Regions from separate parts of the Mus musculus genome. Here region 2 is linked to region 1. Evidence: chromatin contacts called from public Hi-C data. All regions are on one chromosome and are shown on one strand. The core of a region is the stretch at or near the end of the contact, and the rest is flanking DNA. Distances in the headings are between cores, read along the strand shown.

The links. A called contact is a pair of places that touch in the nucleus more often than the background predicts.
Region 2: a Hi-C map of the N1E-115 cell line shows a contact between it and region 1, with 3 times the contacts expected there. The contact joins two enhancer-like sites. A contact is called at or near these places in 6 of 484 Hi-C or Micro-C datasets (the N1E-115 cell line, adipose-derived mesenchymal stem cells, cerebral cortex and 2 more) and 1 of 115 datasets of contacts at active chromatin or transcription factors (large pre-B cells).

Annotation. Positions count from the first base shown.
Region 1 is chr3:152,761,765-152,767,542 of GRCm38.p6, forward strand. Pigk (phosphatidylinositol glycan anchor biosynthesis, class K) reads left to right here. Exons shown (of 11, transcript NM_025662.5): 10 at 4,675-4,759. Among named protein-coding and RNA genes, the nearest start is that of Gm40181, 8.6 kb to the left of the region's middle. Within about 2 kb of position 2,952, at least 141 of the 459 cell types and tissues checked have an H3K27ac peak or open chromatin away from gene starts, as enhancers often do. A contact at or near this core is called in the N1E-115 cell line and cerebral cortex, where this site is marked.
Region 2 is chr3:153,569,914-153,574,921 of GRCm38.p6, forward strand. All of the region lies in intron 1 of St6galnac3 (ST6 (alpha-N-acetyl-neuraminyl-2,3-beta-galactosyl-1,3)-N-acetylgalactosaminide alpha-2,6-sialyltransferase 3), which reads right to left. Among named protein-coding and RNA genes, the nearest start is that of Gm32721, 18 kb to the right of the region's middle. Within about 2 kb of position 1,393, at least 26 of the 459 cell types and tissues checked have an H3K27ac peak or open chromatin away from gene starts, as enhancers often do. A contact at or near this core is called in the N1E-115 cell line and cerebral cortex, where this site is marked.

The sequences.
Region 1 (5,778 bases), core at 1,702-4,201:
TTGACGGGGCTGAGGAATGAGGTTTTCAGACATGCGCACTCATATCGTATACAAGCGCCTGCACATGCATAAACACACACAGAGGGCTGGGATATAAAAGAAAACACAGAGGAAGGCCAGCTGGAGCCCTGGAGTGTGAACACGGTATTACACAAGTGTCTGTGTAATGAATGAACTCACTGAGAGAGTCATGACTGAAAGAGACAAACAACAGAAATGTCTGGAAGAACCCAACTGGACTCTGGAAAGACAAAGGCAAAATAGAGAAAATCACCTTGGAAGTGAAAACTAAATTACAAGACACCCAGGGGAGGAGTGTGTTACCACAAGTTCAGTGAAAGGAATAAAGACTAGAAATAAGAGCCAGGAAAATAACACTGAAATGTGAGGAAGAAAACAGGAAAAATCAGAGAGAGAGAGAGAGTCTGGGGGGGGGGTCCATTATATTTGCTTAATGCTTAAACTAGAAAATCAAATGGAATAGAAATAGAAATAGCGTTAAAAACTGTACTGGAAACCTTTTCAGAGCTCAAGCAGAATGTGTGCATTGAAAGGTCTTATGTCGTGGGTACCTGAGAGGGACTGTCTACCCTGCCAATCCTCCAAGTATGCTAGGGCGTCACCTCAGCAGAAGCAGGGAGGAAGAGGCCTCCCGAGCCTCCGAGTGAGAAACGAAGATGCAGGAGTACAAGGGTAACAGTGCGTTAGGATGGAAGTCACCTAACTGGAAAGAACATCGAGCCAGGTTCCTGGAAACAGTGTGCAACCTGTGGAAGAGAACCAGTATTTCCAGGAAAGTTATGAGCGGTTGATTTAACCACTGTGAGACTGGTGAGCTACATGAGACTCAGTGTGAATTACACACTGTCTTTGAAACATTGTTGACATTGTGAAGGCATGCTGAAATACATAATAACTGATGGTGTCTCAACTTTCAAATGGTTCAACAAGAAAAATTTAAAAATTAGAAAATTGCTCATTTTTTTTCACAAGTTTTTTCTTTTAAAAGCTTTTTCTGTTGAACTGGCTCTCATGTATTAGAGGCTGCCCATAAACTCCTGTGTCCCTGAGATTGGTCTTGAACCTTGGTCCACCTGATATTACCTCCCAAGTGTTGGGACTAAGTGTTTTAATTAGTATATATATTTAATTAGTATATAATTTAATTAATTATTATGTATTAGTTGTCCACAGCAATGGATTTCATTATGTCGGTTTATGCATGTGCATGGTGTATGTCGGTCATATTCACCCCAGTTCTGCCAATCCTCTTCCCAGCTGGCTCCCCTATGCTTTCTTGTCTTGCCTTTGTCTATCAGTTGTGGTGACCCTGTGAGTCTCCTCAGGGCTGTCTGCAGGAGCGTGGGCGGAAGCCTGTTTACAGAGCATGTACACCTTATAGCTACAGGGCTGTGGAAATTCTGTCTCCTCCCCCATCAACTTTTAACTGCCTGTGAGTCCTGGAGAGGGTGGGGCTCCACGGATCCCTTGCTCTTCCCTGGAAGGGTCCTGACAGACCCAGCCTTGCAGTCCAGTGCAGATGTCAAGGCTGCTGTGGGTCTGCGATTGCCAAAGTCCTGTCGTATCCGGAAGTCAGCTTTCCACAGCTATCTCACTTCCGCTGACTCTTCCGTTCTCTCTGCTCCATCTTCCACAGTGCCCCCGAGCTTTGAGGGGCTGTTCTATATGTCCTAGGTATAGCGGGCGAGGTATTCAAACTGTCGTTTAGTTTATTCTCTCGACTTTGAGTAGTTATGAGTCTGCAGTCACTGCTGCCCACTGGAGGAAGAAGCTTGTCTGAGCAGCTCTGCGGGCATGTGAGCTCTGGAGAAGGCCGTTTGATAGGCGCGACTTGCATCCTGCAGCCCCTCTTCCCAGCTACAGGCTTTTGACCAGCGGAGAGCGTCCGAAGCGAGGTCCTTCCTGTGGCAAGTCCAGCCCCGAGGTGGGCAGGCTTCCCGCCGTACCAGTGCTCTCAAGCTGCCTGGCCGTCAGTGTTGGTACCCGGAGGGCGAGCTGCATGGCGCCCCCTGGCAGCTTCAGCCTAGCCAGCAGGGGGGAGGTTCCAGCCCAGCTGCAGCTTGCTTTCTCTGTGTCTGGGGTCAATCCTGTGTGATCTTGAGCAGCACAGTCTGACCAACTAGTTATGGTAGGAAACTAAGGGCAGTGGCCTGGGTTGTTTTGGGGTTCTTGGGAGCACCCATGGTCACCTCCTGAGAAGTGCCTTGCCCTGGTCCTGGGATTCTTGTTTAATAGGCTGTAACCTCTGGAAACACCTTTATTCATCCCCACAGGGTGAATATCCCATTCAAAATATTTTTAAAAATTGTTTTTTGATTAGCTTACCAAAATGTCAGCTTTCCATGTATCATTTCTTTCGGTTGACATCCTAGACTGTACATTCTGTCTGCCATCTGCTCTCGCTGAGTGAGACCATCGTGTCCCTTCTATGTCACACGGGTTCTGCTGTCTCCCCACCCCCAACTTAAAGATCATATTTCTCCTGTGATATAGATGTGTATATATAAAAGAGCTGAACACACATGAGAGAGTTAAGGTAATAGAATATTTTTCAGTTTCTTCCATTTCTTGAAAATCTCATAGTTTCAAGTTATTGGATGACTTGAATTCCATTGTGTGTGTACCTCATTTTTGTTGTTACTTGAGTTAATAGTGTCTAGGCTGACTGTATTTCCTAGCTACTGTGACTAGAGCGGCCGTGACCACAGATGTGCAGGTCTCTTTGGTAGGATGCAGAGTTCTTCGGGTGGGTGCCCAGGAGTGGGATGGGTGGGTCATATGGCAACTGTAGCATTTGCTTTCTTAGAAATCACCACGTTGGTTTTCCTTGTAGCTGCAGAAGGTTATATGCCCACCAACACCATTCCAATATCCGTGTCTTGCTGTTAGCCATTCTTCCTGATGTAGATGGAATCTCATTGTGGTTTTAACTGGTGCCTCTGTGATGACTAAGGGCACCGAGTGCTTCATGATAGTTGCTGGTCACTTGGGCTTCTCTCTGTTCAGTGCTTAGCTGAGTTTTGCTTGAGTTGTCTTCTGTGTTCTTCCTGACATCTGCCGTCTTGAGCTTTTGTATATCATGGATATTAATTCGCTGTTAGATTATCTCCTGTCTCCTAGGCTCTTTCTTCACCCAACTCTTTCTTTTGCTGAACGGAAGGGTTTTGTTGTTTTTGTTTTTGAATTTCATGAGGTTTCATTTCTCTCCCACTGGCCTATTTATTCTGCAGCAGGAATCCATTCAGGAAGTCCTTGCCTGTCTGTAGCTGGAGTGTTTGCCTGCTTTTTTCCTCTGACAGTTTGAGAGTTTCCAGAAACTACCCAGGAGCCAGTAGGCCCCTCCCACCCCTTCCCCCATATCTCCTCCCAACCCAACTCATAGCAGTGACCCACCCACTCTCCACCTATCGTGGCTAGAATCTGTGGCATTCTTCTAGACTGAATTAACTATCTTTTATGTTGCTCCTGTGAGAGAGATGCTCACACCACCAAGAACTCTGGGTGTTCTTTAATCTGGGGCAGAGAATGGCACTGATTTGCATATCAGCCTCCTTTTGGGAGAGGCCTCATAATCCTCACACTGCAGGTTTTGAGTCTTAGTTAAGCTTATTTCATATGATTTTCAGGAAAAGATGAAGTTGAAGTTTTGAAATCTAATGTTGACACATTGTGGAATTCACAGGAAAAAGGGTAAAAACATTTTACTGCATGCAGTCAGATCTTACTAATATCTAGAGTTTATTTTTGAGATGGTCAGTACTTTAAAAAATACATTTTATCAGACTACTTGTTGGTTTGTGTTTTTTAATTTCTGATTTCCAGGGATCAGAGAATGACAAGAGAGAGTGATGGAATATCTAAACTGAAAGTGAAGTCGAGGACTGCATAGGAGAAAGGGGCCAACAAGGAGCGGGTGTGCGTGAGGGTAGTAAGGGGGCAGCAAGGTGAGGGTAGTAAGGGGGCAGCAAGGTGAGGGTAGTAAGGGGGCAGCAAGGAGCAGGTGTGCGTGAGGGTAGTAAGGGGGCAGCAAGGAGCGGGTATGCCTGAGGGTAGTAAGGGGGCAGCAAAAATGGTGATGTGGGTGGGAAGGCGTCACAGTGAAGCCCCATACTTTATATGCTCACTAAAAGTTCTAATAAACACTGAAAAAAAAAAAAGGAACAAGCTGAAAGGGAAAAGAAATCTACCTTTCTGCACCTGTAGTAGTAGTCGTTGTGTGAATTCTGCATATCATGTTAGATTGCAATGGCCAGGATCTAAATGACTTACACTTAGGAGCCCTGTGTCTACGAGGGCTGACTTCTCAACCTTCTCTGTGCACCGCCACTTCTGGCAACGCCCAGGTCTCTGCTTCCCCAGAGGCCCTGCTCCTCCAGGACGTGTTCCTAAATGTTAAGTCCCGAGTGAACGTGGGAACCAGGACCGTAGGTGACGTCGCTGATCTCGTCACACCATTGCACGTAGTCTGAATACTTTCCTGGCAGTCGTTTAGGTCCTGGCCATTGCGCTGGGTAGTTTTTCCAAAATTGTCAATAAATATTATTTCCAAAAGTTCCTTTAGGTATGTGATAAGCACATCTCAGAGTTGTGCTCTTAGGCTAATAATGCTTACCTGTGGCACTGGCCTGAGTGTGTGTTCTGATTGCTTTCTAGTTCTAAAGAAGACGGCACGGCCGAGGAGCGCATGGGACCTCTCAAGTATGCTGAGCAGCTCCCGGTGGCTCAGATAATACACCAGGTTGGTTTCTGTTTGATTCTTTTGAAAGAAACACACTTTTAATCTCAGAGGGGAATGCTTTTGTTAGGCTTTTCAGAGTCCTCGTGTTCTGTCTGTAGATGTTGTGGGTACACTCTTCCTACTGCACTCTACCCTTATGTGAACACTCCCATATGAAGCTCAGTATTGAAAAGACCATGCAGTGTAATGCCTGAACTCTTACGTACAATGTGGGGTAGTCTAAATTATCTCTTACGGATTAGAAAATGCCAGAAAACTTAATTTTGAACCACTGTATTGGGTTTATGATGAGAAAGCTGAAAATTAGTCATGACCACTGCTGTGCTTAGGAGAAGCTAAGGAGGGGAGGCCATCATGCCTGCTCTTGTCCACCTTCCCCAGCAACGGTTGTGAAGGGTAATTGTAACTGTCATGTGGGTAGTTTGCTCATTTCTAGCCATGACGACTCTGTCATCCTTGTGTGTGGGGCTCAGCTGAGAACAGGCAGTGTTGTAAGCACCAAGCTTGGATTCTGTGCTATGACTGTGACAGGCCAGACACGTTCTGCCCTGCTGGGCCACAAGCAAGTCACCTCAAATAGTTTGTTGAGCAGCCTGTGGGCCTGCAATGTTTTTTTAGCTCCTCAGAGCTCATTGGAATCATTAGGCATCCTCACATGTCAGAACGCTTCAGAGTTGGTGTGGATGTCAATACTAGGAGGTTCTCTTACATTTTTTTCCAATCAGAAGAATTTTAGTGGCTGTGGGTTGTTAATAGTGTCAGTTTGAGTTTATTAAAAGAAAGAGGATTTTAATTTGAAAATTAAATATAAAATATAAATTCATTATATAAGTAAAACTCAGTTTTTAAATACTGCATGAATCTTAAAAATGGTTAAGTCTGCCCCTCTGGGGCACTCATCTCTGTAACCAAGTCCAGTTTATATGTCAGGAATTCCTAGATTGTCGGAGCTTAAATGACCTAACAGACTGCAAATGTCACATTCAAAATTCTGTCTTCATGCCTGACTCTCAGCATAA
Region 2 (5,008 bases), core at 143-2,642, 810 kb after region 1:
CTAGAGAAAGTACCCAAGGAGCTAAAGGGATCTGCAACCCTATAGGTGGATCAACATTATGAACTAACCAGTACCCCGGAGCTCTTGACTCTAGCTGCATATGTATCAAAAGATGGCCTAGTCAGCCATCACTGGAAAGAGAGGCCCATTGGACACACAAACTTTATATGCCCCAGAACAGGGGAACGCCAGGGCCAAAAAGGGGGGGTGGGCGGGTAGGGGAGTGGGGGCGGGTGGGTATGGGGGACTTTGGTATAGCATTGGAAATGTAAATGAGCTAAATACCTAATAAAAATGGAAAAAAAATAAAAAATAAAATAAAAATTCTTCTATCAATTCAATGTTGTCCTTACACTGTCACATGCCATGGCAACCCTTACACATATGAACATACACACACACACACACACACACACACACACTCACACAATGATGTGAAAAAGACTTATGATATACAGAGCTATGGAAGCCCACTGGGAGATCGTTTGCCTCTTATGCACAAAGCTCTGGGTTCAGCTCCTAACTGAAGGGGTGGGCAGATACACGATACCTCTGTGCCAGTCAATGGGCACAGGATCGTTCCAGGGGTCCACAGTACATCGAGAAGATAATACATCAGACACACAGATATGTTCAAGCTATTAGAAAGTGCTCGCCTGACAAACCATGATTAACATGTGCGGTGACACCTGTGCACCTGCCGTCTTTTCAGCACTACCTGTCCTACCTTCATCCTGTTGGCCACAATAAAACACTCTGACCAAAAGGACTTGGGGAGAAGAAGATTCAGTTCTTTCTACCCTTCTGGGTCACTATCCATGTCTGAGGGAAATCAAAGCAGGACCCTGGGCAAGAACCTGAATCAGAACCAGGGAGGAATGCCACTCTGCTGGCCCCATCTCTGCTTGTTCTCTCACAAGCTCATCCTTAGCTAGCTTTCTGTACAGCCCAGGGCCACCTGCCTAGGAATGACCCCTCCCACAGTGGACTGCACCCTTATATATCAATGAATAATCAAGACAATGCCCCATAAATGTGCCTACAGACCAATATGATGCAGTCAATTCCTCAGTGGAGGATCCTTCTTCCAAGTGGCACTAGGTTGAGTCAAGGTGACACCTGAGTTGACAAAAGATATTACCTAAAATTTCATGGAAAGAGAATATAGAACCCAGCATCAACACATTACAAGTACTTAGCGAGTGGGAGCTATGACTTTAAACTATTATCTGATTGCTTTAGAGATCAGCCTTAACTAAAAACAGAAACCCTTCTGCAGGCTGACATTTAAAAGGCCACCACACAAAGAACACAGACCGGCTTCCAGGAAGGTACTTGTGAAAGCGTGGGCTGGCGAATCAACGGCACGGGATGTTCTCTTCCAACAGCTTGCCATTTCAGCATCTTTCGATTAGGCCGACACATGGTGCTCTCGAATGGCCCAGCTTCCCTCCCACGTTTGCAGACCAGGATTATTCTAAATAGGAAGCCAGTCCCCAAAACCTCCCACTTGCCGCCAACACAGGTCAGCCACAGGATTGTGTGCAGTCAGGCTGTGGAGCAGGTGCGACTACCTGTGTGAAGGTCACAGCCTAGTTATTTTATGTGTCAGTCTGAAGATAAAAGCAGACAACAATGAACCAGTCTGCACTCTCCCCGTGGAAGGAGATTGTCTTAAATTTGGGAAGTGGTTTGTCACTGAGATAACCTCAGCTACCCTGCAAAACAAAGCAAATAAACAAACTCGCTGGAAGTGAGGGTGCACACTTGAATTCAACTCTAAGGCAGACGCAGTGCTGGGCACTGCTGTTCAGTTACTTTGTCTGTCTTCAGTAGACACCGGTCATGGCGCCCTTTCTCCCTAGAGTCCTCCCCACGGTGATCTATAAACTGTAAAGTGCTAGTGCTTTAAAATGATTTTAAAGCAAGCCCTGGAATTACATTAAGGGCTTGCTTTAAAATGATTTTAAAGCAAGCCCTGGAATTACATTAAGGGCTTATCCGAGCCAGAAGGAGGCTGATGATGGTCAGGAGGAACCGACGCAGAAGGGTCACGTAACCATTTCCGGTCGGCAGTGGAGCCACTCCGCCCCCTCTTACCAATGAATCCCTGTCCATATAGACCTCAAAGTGCTCAGCCTGCTCGCTGTCTGCGGGTTTGGCCTCCTGACCAGACGTTTCCATTACCGCAGCTGCTGTTTGTAAGCGTGTAGCAGCCCTGCGTCTTAATGCTTCTCACCACACGCTTAATTTTTTTTTCTTCTCCTAGAAGAAATTATGGCCATTTCGGCTGAGTGTCCCCATTCTGTATTCTTTCAGAGCTCGTATTCATCTTTTATTTTCCTGAATGAGGTTTGGTTTATAGCATATAAGATAGGAAAACAGGATTGAAAAGGCTGGGAGAATATAAATCTTCCCTTGGAAACAAAATGCTCTCAGCGCATTTTAAAGACTTCAGAGTTTTTTTGACGCCCTCATTCACTGGAGAATTTTGGAGGAAGTAAAATCCGAGAATCCCTCTCCCTCTTCCCCCCGCCACTCCCCTATCTCTCTCTTTCACACACACACAGAAATAAAAAAATTTAAAAAGCCAGCCATATAGCCTGATTATTCCAATGTCTTCCAGTACACTGTGTGTTCCGTCAGACACTCCATGTTGGAAAGGTTTTCCATGTCTCGCTGGGTTTGCACATTCCTTTTTTCCAGCCAAAGTTCAGATACCTCGAGGACAGAGCTACACCCTAACCATGCGGTAGAGGTCTATTACATCATGGTGGTCTATTACATCATGGAGGTCTATTACATCATGGATCGCTTAGGCAAATCCCAGAGCTCCACTGGTGTGGGTACTCTGGGACTCGGTGCTTTTCCCAGGCTACCCCACTCCAGAGGGCCCTTCATGTCACCATAAAACTGATTTCTTTACCTAGCCACACAGGAGGACAAGATCCTCAATGGCTCTAGACTAGTCTTCTGGATATAAACACACCAATGAAAAAGCTGTAGTTTTCTTCATAAGCTAAGGATGTGAGGACCTAAAGGAGCAGGGTTCTGATGACAAAGCTTAAAGATGAGCAATTCGGAAGGAAGGTGTGTTGTAATGTGTAATCCCAATGATGTTGTTTCTAGCACGTTCAAACAGCAGCCAAATGAATGGCTCCATCCTCAGAATGAAATACATTTTATAGGGATTTCCCCCTGGAAAACTAGAGCTGAAGGTGGGGCTGGAGAGACAGCTCAGCCATTAAGAGCAGTTACTGCTTTTTCAGAGGATCAGAGTTCAATACCAGGTACGCAACTCATGACCCATATTACTGCAGCCCCAGAGACCCTCATACCCAGTTTTGGCTTCAGCAAGTGTACACACACACACACACACACACACACACACACTATAATTTAAAATAACTGGAGATATGTGTGCAAAAACACATCAGACCACAGCAATCATTTAAAAAGAAGAACCAATTAAGAATGCCTGTTGCTCTATGTCCTGACAAGGCTCCTGGCATACAAAGACTCTTCTCACAGGACCCAAAGAGCACAGTTAAAAGTGACAGTAGTTGGGCTGAGAAGATGTCCTGGTGGTTAGTAATGTGCTGTAACCATAGGACTGGAGCTTGGGTCTCCAGAAAACTAAGTGCTGTTGGGAGCTAAAAAGAGGCCCTGGGGAAGAGGGGGGAAGGGGAAGACCCACACCCCGCCAGAGTTCCACCTATTCTCTGTTCAGTCAGCGGTGGGAGGGCTGCCATACACTTTCCACTCATCCCTGAGTGGGCATCTAAGCCACTGACCCATTCTCCGGGGGATGGCTAAGGGGCAGCCCTACCTGGGGGCCCCGGAGCTACTTTCTCCTAAAGCCCCAGGGAGCCCCTGTGCTAAAGCCACTGGGGTTATGGGAGAGAGGGGTGAGGGAAGAGAGGTTCCCAACATCGCAAGAGTGAGCGCAACGGATCTTGACTGGAGCAGAGACCATCAATGGTTTTAGAGCTTTGTTATAGAAAGGCAGGGAGAAAGAGAGACGATAGAAAGGAGAGAGAGAGAGAGAGAGAGAGAGAGAGAGAGAGAGAGAGAGAGAGAGGAGAAAGGCTAGAGAGAGAGAGAGTAAGAGAGAGAGAGGAGAGGAGAAGACAAAGAGAGAGGAGAGAGCATGAGAGTGAGGGGTAAGAAGTAAGAGAGAGATAAGTAAGAGAGCAAGCAGAGGCTGAACAGCCCCTTTTATGGTCTTTACTGTTGCTAGGTAACTGGGGAAGAGTTTAGCCTGAAGGTCAGACGCTTGAGCCATTGCCTACGAGTCTTGTAGCTCTGCTTCTCTTGTGGGGGCTGTGGGGGGCGGTAACTTAGGCAGGAGCCAGAGTTCCAGGAGCATGAGGGAATGCCTACCGTGTCATGTAGGTGAATTATCACCCTTCAGGGTTCAGACCTCAGCTCAACTGGAGACAGCCTGTCTATGCATAGCCCAATGCCCCACAAAGTGCCAGGTGGGCATGGCAACCCCCTGTAATTCCAGCTCAGAAGACAGAGGCAGGGGATCCCCAAGCAAGCGGACTATCCAGGTTGATGAGTTCTGGGTTTGTCTAAAAAGACTGTGAGTCATGAGGAAGAACAATGCGGGGGGAGGGGGGGTCTGATGCTGATGTGCACAAGCACCCAACGTGTGTGTGCGTGTGTGTGTGTGTGTGTGTGTGTGTGTGTGTGTGTGTGTGTCAGACACTAGGAAAATAAAATATATAAACGCATGCACAGCACTCACTCCTGTACATGTAACCAATGGGAGGCGGCAGTTCCATCAGCTCAGGTCATGTGACACAGAAGGGCACCTGTAGGGGAGAGTGGGTCAGAGCTCATGTGTGTCCTGTCTGCTTTAGAGAGAAAGAAAGACAAAAATGGACATCGTTCAGATTCCATCGAACGCTTTCCACATATAACTCAGCAGAAAGTCTGTCACTCTTTCTCAGGTTGGTTTTCTGCTCCACTTGCTTGTTTTGTAGAAATGAGGTCTTGTCAT